Linked DNA regions of Arachis hypogaea: region 1 is linked to region 2. A link is a contact called in public Hi-C data. All regions are on one chromosome and are shown on one strand. Each heading gives the region's core, a stretch centred on a gene start, on an enhancer-like site or on the middle of the called end of the contact. The rest is flanking DNA. Distances are from core to core; before and after follow the strand shown. Region 1 has its middle 16 kb from the start of LOC140183543. Region 2 holds the start of LOC112779536.

Evidence for each region. Hi-C and Micro-C count contacts between places; a contact is called where the count stands out from the background.
Region 1: a contact with region 2 is called in a Hi-C map of leaf, with 5 times the contacts expected there. The contact joins the enhancer-like site here to the promoter of LOC112779536 in region 2. A contact is called at or near these places in 3 of 8 Hi-C or Micro-C datasets (all in leaf).

What each region holds. Positions count from the first base shown.
Region 1 is chr3:108,329,549-108,335,103 of arahy.Tifrunner.gnm2.J5K5, forward strand. No RefSeq gene overlaps it. Among protein-coding and RNA genes, the nearest start is that of LOC140183543, 16 kb to the left of the region's middle. Within about 2 kb of position 1,698, at least 1 of the 3 cell types and tissues checked has open chromatin away from gene starts, as enhancers often do.
Region 2 is chr3:108,216,153-108,221,502 of arahy.Tifrunner.gnm2.J5K5, forward strand. It overlaps LOC112779536, which reads left to right and starts at 2,824. Exons shown (of 5, transcript XM_025823836.1): 1 at 2,824-3,220; 2 at 3,865-4,115; 3 at 4,428-5,350. The coding sequence starts at 2,824.

The sequences.
Region 1 (5,555 bases), core at 448-2,947, 110 kb after region 2:
GCTTCTAAAGGAGGTAGGTTAGTTTCAATTTCACTATACTTCTTTATCAACTTGAGAGATATTTTATAGGCAGAAGCCATTTGAGCTAATTCGTTAGCTTCCTAATTTGACTCTTTAAATATGTGCTTTATTGAAAGTAAGTCAAACTCAGCTAAGAGTTGAACGGCCACCATAAAATATTTGGATAAATTTTGACTAATAACTCAATAGTTTCTAGTCAACTGTTAAATTATTAATTGTGAATCTCCCATAATTTCGATAAGCAAATAAAAGTGAATTTTCAACACTCGCATGCACTTATACTCTATGGTCTTCTGTTGCATTGTTGGGATTAGAATTTTGGCAGAGACTTATGTGTGATGATCTAGTATTTTTTAAGAAGTCCTAGAACTTTTGAGTTTTTACTATTTATAGGCCGTGGAGATGGTCTTGCCATAGAACATGTTATCCACTATCTTACTTCTTCCTTTTTCTTAGCCATGACCTTGCCTTAACTACGAAGAATTTTGACCCCAAATAAATTTTGACACCCACATCTTTTTCGATTTTCAAGTTTCACGTTTTCTTCAACTTGCTCCTCAAATCTCGCACCCATGTTCTTCCCTTAACTTGATGGTCGAGTAGTAAGCCTTAATGTTCAAGAAAAGACACTAACTATCTTTTGACTTTGACGCTTTTTGTACCATCTTTCTTCGACTTCAGCTTGCCCATTTCTTTTTCTTGTAATCGATACTAATACTTTTGTAGTCAAAATCATTAGCAATTGAAACGTTCTTATGTTGAGAAAAAATCATTTTTTATACCAACAATTAAAAATAAGACTGGCCATGGGCGATGTTAATTTTGCTCTCATGAAATGTAGATTTATTATAGTTTGTATTATTTTCTTTCTAAATTATGCAGATTTAGAAGCTTATAAGGATAGCAATGGTTATAGTGTATCTCGTTTTTATTATTGAAAAGAATAGACCATTATTGGACTGTCAATATCCAAATTAAAAATATAGACAGATGAGATATATAGGCCATTTTAGTTCAGAATAAATAAATAATCGTATTACTTCTTCATCAATTAAAATGATATTTTCCCCTGTCAAATCCTCTTGTCAGTACTTATCAACTGATTAAAATTGAAGGCTTAAAATTAAAGGCTTTTAAGAGACGAAAAAGAATATTAGCGTACAGCGTTGCTTGGAAAGTAGATGCCAGGGTGAAAGGGAAAGAATGAATTTTGAACGTATTAAGATATCTAATAATTTAATACTACCTTTTTTTATTTTTTTTTTTTGGTCAGTTAATCAGTTAGAAGTTAGAACTGGAAATAGTAAGACTTAGCTTGGGAACAAAGTTAGGACATTACGTCTAACATTGCGAACACATATATATTAAAATGTTGGAATGGTTATTTTATGTAAAATCTTTAAAAAATAACAAAATACTATTATAAGTATAGTAAAAACTAAGAATTATCCTCCATGAGTTTTGTGCAGTATGATATTTTTCAAGAATGGCAGAAATTGAACAGAAGTTAATCCAGCAGAAATGATGAAACCGCAAACAATTAATTAATTAATTAATTAACTAAATCCTTTCTCATTGACAGTTTATTTTTTTCTAATTCCACATACAACCTAACGGTTGCGTGCACTCTTTGTGTAGCTTTATTCTAATCCATCTATGATAGCAGTATTTAATTAATTAAATATGAGTTTATCCTGGTAGAACCCCCCGGCCCCCTTTGTTTAACCTTAACTCTGGATGATTATGTGTAAGGCTTTTCGCAGACGACAACTCTTGTGAAAGCTACCTTCAATACATTTTTGTATACGCTGTTACAAAATAATAATAAAAACAACAATGCTAGGAACCAACTCTATATAAGTCAAGAATCAGCCAACTGGTAAACCAGAGGCACTGGTGACTTTAACCGGATGTTGCTACTAATAGGCACACGGATGTTTCTTTTTCTTATAAATTAGATGATTTTGGATATGATTTCTATGTTTCATATGTTACGCATTGCTAATACATAATAAATTATTACGGCCCAGCCCAAACGGCTCGCAGGTCAACTCGTCCCGATGACGACCCGACCCGACTGACCGGATGCGAACGGATCACAACGCGACCCGGACACGCGTCCCTGGAAGCTTCCCGCTACAGCTGTGAGGAAGCTTCGAGGAAGGTGGGCCCGCCCTTCACCTCTGACACGATATAAATAGGGAAGGACCTGCCCTTCCCTCGAGGTACGTCACCTTTTCACCTAACATTCCTTCGCCTGCGCACGGACTGACTAGACCGTCGGAGTGTCTTTGCAGGTGGCACCCCCCTTTCTCTCACAACAAGTGCTCGACTTCACGGCAGACCGGGTCCCAACACAACCGCGATTGAGGAATCCTCGCTCCCATTAATCATCACCCGACCAGTCCGGAAACCGACAACCGAACATTGGCGCCGTCTGTGGGGACTTTTCCTTAATGGACGTTGTGCAGGGTCCTGGCGATCAGGGCCGAGGAGCCGGAGCGGAGGGGGCAGCCTCTGTCGCCTCGTTGAGAGTTCGGCGAAGGTCCCCCCGACAACTCACTGAACAGCACACGAGGACACGACCTTTCGGGGGAACGGGCGGCGACAGCGCCATAATAATGCAGGAATTACGGCACAGGGTCCAAAATTTGGAGCGACAGTTAGCCGACCAAGAGCGCGATGGACGAAGCACCGACCCCAGCTACACCCCGTCCCTCGAGCACCAAGAGGGAAACTCCCATCGAAGCCGCCAGCGACACACCTCCGCATCCCGAACGGAAGCGGAGAGCACCCGGGAAGAGTCTCCAATCCCGAGAAGACGAAATGACACCATCATCTACTCCCGTGGCAGAGAGACGCGCCGCACAGCACGAGATCGCGAGGACAGCGAAGGAAGGTCCGGGAGGACACGACAACCTGTGATAATGGGCGTCACCCCGTTCCACCGTTCCATCCTCGAAGTCCGGTTGCCGAAACACTTCGACAAACCAACGGACATGAGGCACGATGGAACTCAAGACCCCCTAGAACATCTCACGGCCTTCGAGGCAAGGATGAACCTAGAGGGGGTAGGAGACGAGGTAAGGTGCCGAGCTTTTCCGGTGACCCTGGCGGGACCCGCGATCAGGTGGTTTAACGGCCTCCCGCAGGGATCCATCTACAGCTTCTCGGACATCAGTCGCGCGTTCCTAGCCCAGTTCACGACGCGAATAGCAAAGGCAAAACACCCTATCAATCTTTTGGGGATAACACAAAGACAGGGAGAGCCGACCCGAAAGTACCTGGATCGGTTCAACGACGAATGCTTGGAAATCGACGGCTTAACCGACTCGGTGGCCAGCCTTTGCCTGACGAACGGCCTCCTCAACGAAAACTTCCGAAAGCACCTTACCACGAAACCAGTTTGGACGAAGCACGAGATCCAGACGGTGGCCAAGGAGTATATAAATGACGAGGAAGTCAGCCGAGTCGTGGCTGCCAATAAACGGCAGTCCGGCTACAACCAAGCTCGGCAACCGGGTAACGGAGAAAGAGCAAAGGAACAAGCCAGGGAGGAGGCACCAAACAAGGCACCCAGGCCGTTCCCTCGGGTCGGGAAGTTTGCTAATTACACCCCACTCACTCTCCCCATCGTGGAAGTCTATCAACAAATAGCTGAGAAGGGAATTCTCCCGAAGCCCCGACCACTCAAGGACCGTACGGGAGGAAACAAGAACCTTTATTGTGATTACCACAAGGGTTATGGCCACCAAACGCAGGACTGTTTCGACCTGAAGGATGCACTCGAACAAGCGATAAGAGAAGGTAAACTAGCAGCATTCTCTCACCTTATCAGAGAACCGAGGAGGCGCTACCGCGACCAAGACGAAGAAGGCAAAACCCACTCGGCGAAACGGCGACAAGAGCCAGAAGAAAGGGACCACGGCCTCACCGTGATAAACGTTGTGACAGCCAAAAACGCCGCGCCAAAATCCCGATCGGCACACAAGAAAGATGCTAAGGTCTTGACGGTCTCCTCCCCGCTGGTGCGAAGCTCTAAGAAACCTCCCTTCATTTCTTTCGGCCCGGAAGATCAATGGTTCGACGACGTCCCGGAAAACCCCCCCATGGTCATTACGGCCAGAGTGGGAACCGGCCTCGTCAAACGAATCCTTGTCGACACAGGAGCCGATTCAAACATCATGTTCCGCAACGTGTTCGACGCACTAGGGCTAAAGGACGCCGACCTGACGACTCACCAGCACGGGGTTATTGGGTTAGGCGACCACTTCATCAAACCTGACGGAGTAATATCCCTACCGATCTCGGTAGGGCAATCCCAAGGACGAAGATCGGCGATGGCCGAGTTCGTAATCCTCCGAGATTCCACCGCCTACAACATCATCTTGGGAAGGAAGACGATAAACGATGTTGAAGCGATAATCAACACTAAGCTGCTAGTCATGAAGTTCGTTACCGACGACGGGTCCATAGGGTCCATAAGAGGGGACCTCGAGACGGCAGTCGCATGCGACAATGCTAGCTTATCCCTAAGGAGGAAATCCAGAGAGGCATCCGGTGTGTTTCTAGCCGACCTGGACGCCAGAGTAGACGACAAACCGAGACCAGAACCGGAAGGGGATCTGGAAAAATTCGTGATCGGCGACACGGAAGAGAAGTTCACGTTCATCAATAAGAACCTGCCGCGTGAGTTAAAAGAAACCTTGATCGAAATGATAAGGGCCAACAGGGATTTGTTCGCCTGGACACCAGCCGACATGCCAGGCATAGGCCCAGAAATCATGTCACACCATCTGGCTGTCAGGTCGGAAGCACGCCCGGTAGCACAACGAAGGAGAAAGATGTCGGCAGAGAGGGCAGAGGAGGTGGCCAGGCAAACGGCCAGCCTCCTGGAAGCAGGTTTCATACGAGAAGTGGACTACTCGACGTGGCTCTCCAATGTAGTCCTAGTGAAAAAACACAATGGCAAGTGGAGAATGTGCGTAGACTACTCTGACCTTAACAAGGCATGCCCTAAGGATTGTTTCTCCCTCCCTAACATAGACGCACTCGTCGACGCTGCGGCGGGCTACCGCTATCTAAGCTTCATGGATGCCTACTCCGGTTATAACCAGATACCGATGCATCGTCCAGACGAAGACAAAACAGCGTTCATAACGCCAGGAGGGACCTTCTGTTACAGAGTGATGCCTTTCGGCCTGAAAAATGCAGGGGCGACATACCAAAGGCTTATGAGCAATATTTTCCACGATCTGATAGGCAAGACAGTGGAGGTCTATGTCGACGATATCCTCGTGAAGACAACGCAACCCGACGACCTCATAAAGGATCTGGGAAAGGTTTTCATGTCTCTCCGACAACACGGCATGAGGCTAAATCCCCTCAAGTGTGCCTTCGCCATGGAAGCCGACAAGTTCCTGGGATTCATGATAACGCAGAGAGGGGTAGAAGCTAACCCGGAGAAATGCCAGGCAATACTCCAGATGAAAAGCCCGGGTTGCATCAAGGACGTCCAAAGGTTGGCGGGGCGG
Region 2 (5,350 bases), core at 1,574-4,073:
TAATCCAAATAACGTTGGTCCTAACAAAAGAAATATGAAGAGGGAACTAGTAAACAAGTTGCCCTCCGCAATAATTTATCAATACTCAAGAGAATCTTGTAGAATTAAAAAATGTTCCCTATGGATACTACAAGACAGTACGTAGTTGCAACCCAACGTTTTCTTCTTTCTTCATTTCTCTATCAAATATAGTAAATGTCCAAAATTTCTTCTCTCTAAATTCGACTGAATTGAGACCTTCACCATCTTTTCCTGCAATAATGGGATTCTCTCTTCGCTGCCACTAAACAAAATATAATGATGGTTGTTTCCTACACCTAACTTGCGGTTATATATAAATTAATAAGTGGTTATACTCTTTCATTTATTTACTCAATAATCATTGTGTTTACTCTTTAATAATTCTTTCGCTTCTAAATTCTACTCACACCAAACCAGTCCCTGCTTTCCCTCTCAAATAAAGGGCAGCTAATAAATAAACACCTTTTTTTCGTTTAATTAAGATAGATTTTACTATTATGTTAGGTTCTCTCGCAAAGTCCCAATACCCGATGAACAGAAGTCAAAGAATTTCTTTCTGGGTATTTAAACAGGCCGAGGCCCAAGTTAAAGAAGACTTTTGTTGGCTCATTTTAAACGAGATTTGGGCAATCAGGAAGCAGGCCCACCTTATAATATGTTCCTCCACGCATACCCAGGCCTATATTATCTGGGTTTACGGCGTTGTAAGCGTACTGTTCGGACCAAAAACAAAGATACCTCTGTATCGTTCGGAAAAGGATCATTCATGATCCCAAAATTATTAAAAAATAAAAATAAACATAATAGTGCGGGTCCAGTCTGTTCTAATGGCCACTGGCCCAGCCCAAAAAAACGAAATATCTAAATATATTGCATAAAAGAATAAAATTGGAAAGATTTCATATTTTTAATGTGTTATTAATACATTAAAAATCTATTGAACATTATATTTTTATTAAGAGAAAGTATAGAAAACTAATTTTTAGTTAACTAACATTAGTCAACTTTAGTGTTTAGATTTAAAATTTAGAATTTAGAATTAAAAGTTAAATTTAAAAAATAAATAAAATAATTTTTAAAAATTTAGTTAATGTTAATTAAAAAAAGTTGGTTATCTAATAATATTTCTCTTTTATTAAAAATTCTTATATATAGTGTATGAATAAATATTCTTAGCATACTTGTAACTTTGTAACTTATTAGTGACACTAAAAAATAAAAAAATACTATGTCTAATTCGCACTAAGAATGGATAATTCTATTGTGAAATATAAAAATTGGTAGAGATCACATATCTTTCTATTAGTTATGCATTTTTTATTTTTTTATTTTGGTTACAAGAATATTGTTACAATTTACTAAATTGCTAAATGAAAATTACTAAAAATTTTACAATTTACAATATATAAATATTTCTAAATTGACTACTTTCGTTCAAAATAATATTTTGATATAAAGATATATGTTTTGCATAAATATTTTTATATATCTAAAAAATCATATATTACTTAACCATATGTTCATATTCTGGCCCAAAATATAATCCAGGCCCAATAAATAAAGTTAAAAGGTTCAATCTAGAAGATTGGCCTCTACTGCTTGTCCGACCTCCTCAAAGAGGTCGACATCAACGCAAGCAGGCAATTAACACTTATCCAAGTGAGTAACTGCCTCCCTAAATCTCTCATCACTCCTGGAAGAGAGATCTCAACAATCTTAAGATAAATGGACGGTTATCTACCATCAGAAGTGAAACTACTTCAATTGTGGTTATTGGTTCATCCCCTATAAAGACACTGACACACTCAGGTAAATTTAAATTCCAATACTTTAAACCTGCTTAACCCCTTGCTAACTTAAGCATCGGAGTGTCTTGCAGGTACCACCACCCACCTTCTCACAAACAACTCGGACGACAACCACAAGACGTCGGACAAGTCGGAGCACACTCCATTGGGGATTTGGGCCTCACTTACATGCCCAAAGCGAACCTTGTTTCAGGTAATCCCCAGAACATTGACGTCGTTGTCGGAGACCTGGAGATCAACGCTCAATCGCGGACAACCAATACAAAGACAGATGCTCTGCGTTTGAGTCAGATCAAGAATACCAAGACATGGTCAATAACGACCAAGCTTTAGTAGTATCCTAGCCAAGAAAAGAGGAGCCACACGGAGAAGGCCCTTCCGGCGACCAAAGGAGAATATCATCCGAGATCCGCCTCCCTGAAGAGGAGGGACAGCATCATGACGCCGACCTCATGGGATGGCTACAAGGACATCAAGGCCGACTTGAATAGCTAGAATGGGAATTAGAGAGCGTGAAGCGGAGAGGATCCTGAAAAGAGAGATCAAAAGGCAAAGAGAGCTAGAGGATAAGCTCTCAAAGCTAGAATCCAACCTTCAAAATAAGGACTCTTGTACGGCTCGAGAAGATAGTCCGCTGGGGGGAGAAGACCTATTCTTTGAGGATATCATGTGGGCTAAATTTCTCAGAAACTTTAAAAGCCCCGACATGAACCTGTATGATGGAACAACCGACCCAAAGCATCATCTCAGCAACTTCAAGCGTCAGATGTACTTGGCAGACGGCTCGGACGCTACTCGATGCAAGGTCTTTCCGACAACACTGACCAAAGCAGCCATGAAGTGGTTTGATAGCTTGCCCCCTAAGTCTGTATCCAGTTTTAACAATCTCTCACGCAAATTTCTTACCAGATTTTGAATCCAGAAAGACAAGGTCAAGTATGCACCCAGTCTACTCGGAGTGAAACAAGAGGTCGGAGAACCCCTGAGGGAATACATGGAGAGATTCAACAAAGCGTGCTTGGAGATTCAAGACTTGCCTACTAAGGCGGTGATAATGGGACTCGTGAATGCTCTCCGAGAAGGACCTTCCTCTCAGTCCATATCAAAAAGACATCCGACTTCCTTGAACGATATACAGGAGCGAGCTGAAAAGTACATCAACATGGAAGAAAATGCCAGGTTACGAGAACCGAACTGGCGACTTGGGAACCCTCACCAATCAAAGAAAAAGGAGAGGGAGCCCAAGAGGAAAGAAGAAGTCGGACCCAAGACACCCAGAAGGTGTCACAACAACACCCCGTTGAGGGCCTCCCTTGTAGATGTATACAGGAAAATTTGCCACACCGAGAAGCTCCCTTCCCACCCCTACCCCCGCATGGAAGTCGTAATAAGTATTGTGAATACCACAAGCTTTATCGAAACTCAAAAAATGATTGCTATGACCTAAAAAATGTGATAGAAAAGTTGGCTCGAGAAGGTCGACTGGACAGATATCTCACGGAAAGGTCAAGTAATCAAGGAAAAAGGAAGAGAGACAACGAAGACCTCGAACAGAGAGGTCCACCCCCACAAACTCTAGAGTGACATGTTCACACGACCTCGGGTGGCTTTGCTGGAGGGGGACTTACTAAGTCGTCTCGGAAAAGACGCCTAAAAGAAGTCTATCAAGTCAGAGATGCTGGACTCGAACTCCCTACCATCTCTTTCACCAAAGAGGATGGACGAGGTATCGTATCTGGACATGATGACCCAGTAGTAATCACCATGATCCTCGCCAATGCTCACCTGTACAGAACTCTGGTAGATCAAGGAAGCTCGGCTGACATACTGTTCAAACCAGCATTTGATAAGCTGGGACTGGACAAGAAAGAGCTAAAAGCTTATCCGGATACCCTCTTTGGATTAGGGGACGCCCCCATTAAGCCACTAGGCTTCTTTCCCCTGCACACGACTTTTGGAAGGGGACTGTAGTCCAAGACTTTAAGCATCGACTTCATTGTTGTCGATGTAACCTCCGCTTATAATGCCCTGATAGGCAGAATAACCCTAAATCAGCTAGGAGCGGTCATCTCAACCCCTCATCTTTGTATGAAGTTTCCAACAACGGAAGGGATTGCTACCATCGAGGAAGATCAGAAGTTGGCAAGGAAGTGTTATAATGAAAGCTTGAACCTAAGGGATAAAGGCAAGGATGTCAATACAATTGAACTCGGAGGAGTCCGAGTAAGGAAAGAGTTACGGCCACAACTCGGAGGAAAACCGGAAGAAGTCCAAATTGGGCAAAAGGTCTGAAAAAACACTAACATAGGAGCTAAGTTAACAAAGGATCTGAAGCAGGAACTTGTAAAGCTCCTACAACAGAAATCTGACCTGTTCTCCTGGAAAGCCTCCGACATGCCTTGGATAGATCCCGAGCTGATGTCACATAGGCTGGCTGTCTACCCGGGATCCCGACCTGTCCAACAAAGGAGACGCAAGCTCGAACCCGAACGGGCTCAAGTGGTCGAAAAACAAGTACAAGCCTTGCTAGAGGCAGGGTTTATCAGAGAAGTCAAATACCCGGTCTGACTGGTAAATGTGGTGCTGGTTAAAAAGCAGAATGGGAAGTGGAAGATGTGTATCGACTATACCGACCTCCACAAAGCATGTCCAAAGGACCCATATCCTCTACCCAACATTGACGCCATAGTGGATTCTAACTTGGGGTATCAATATTTATCATTTATGGATGCTTACTCAGACTACAATCAGATCCCAATGTATAAATCGGATCAAAAGATAACATCTTTCATCACACCCAAGGCAAACTATTGGTACGTGGTGATGCCATTTGGATTAAAAAATGCAGGGGACGCCTATCAAATGTTCATGAATAAGGTGTTTTCACCTCACCTCGGAAGCCTGATGAAATTATATGTAGATGATATGTTAGTACAGATCAAGGACGAAACCAGTCTCCTGACCGACCCCTCACAAGTCTTTGGTACCATAAGGAAGCATGGGATGAGGCTAAATCCCACCAAGTGCACCTTTGCGGTGCAAGCTGGAAAATTTCTAGGATTCATGCTAACACAAAAGGGGATTGAAGCTAACCTCGACAAGTGCAAAGCAATCCTAAATTCTTGTTTAAAGAAAGTCCAGCAGCTGAATGTCCGACTTGCGGCTTTATCTAGATTCTTGGTAGGATCAGCATTAAGATCCCTACCACTTTTTTCATTACTTAGAAAAGGATGTCAGTTCGAATGGACTCCTGAACGTGAAGAGGCCTTTCAAAAGTTCAAAATATTTTTGAGCCAATTTCCCATCCTTACTTGGCCAAAGGCCGGGGAAGAACTTGTATTATATTTAGTTGTCGCTGAGAAGGCCATGGCGTCAGCAATAATACGAGAAGATGAGGTCGGACAACATCCCATCTACTTCACTAGCAAGGTGCTACAAGGTTCTGAATTAAGGTACCAAAAACTTGAGAAGTTTGCATATGCCTTAATTGTAGCAGCCAGAAGGCTTCGACCTTATTTCCA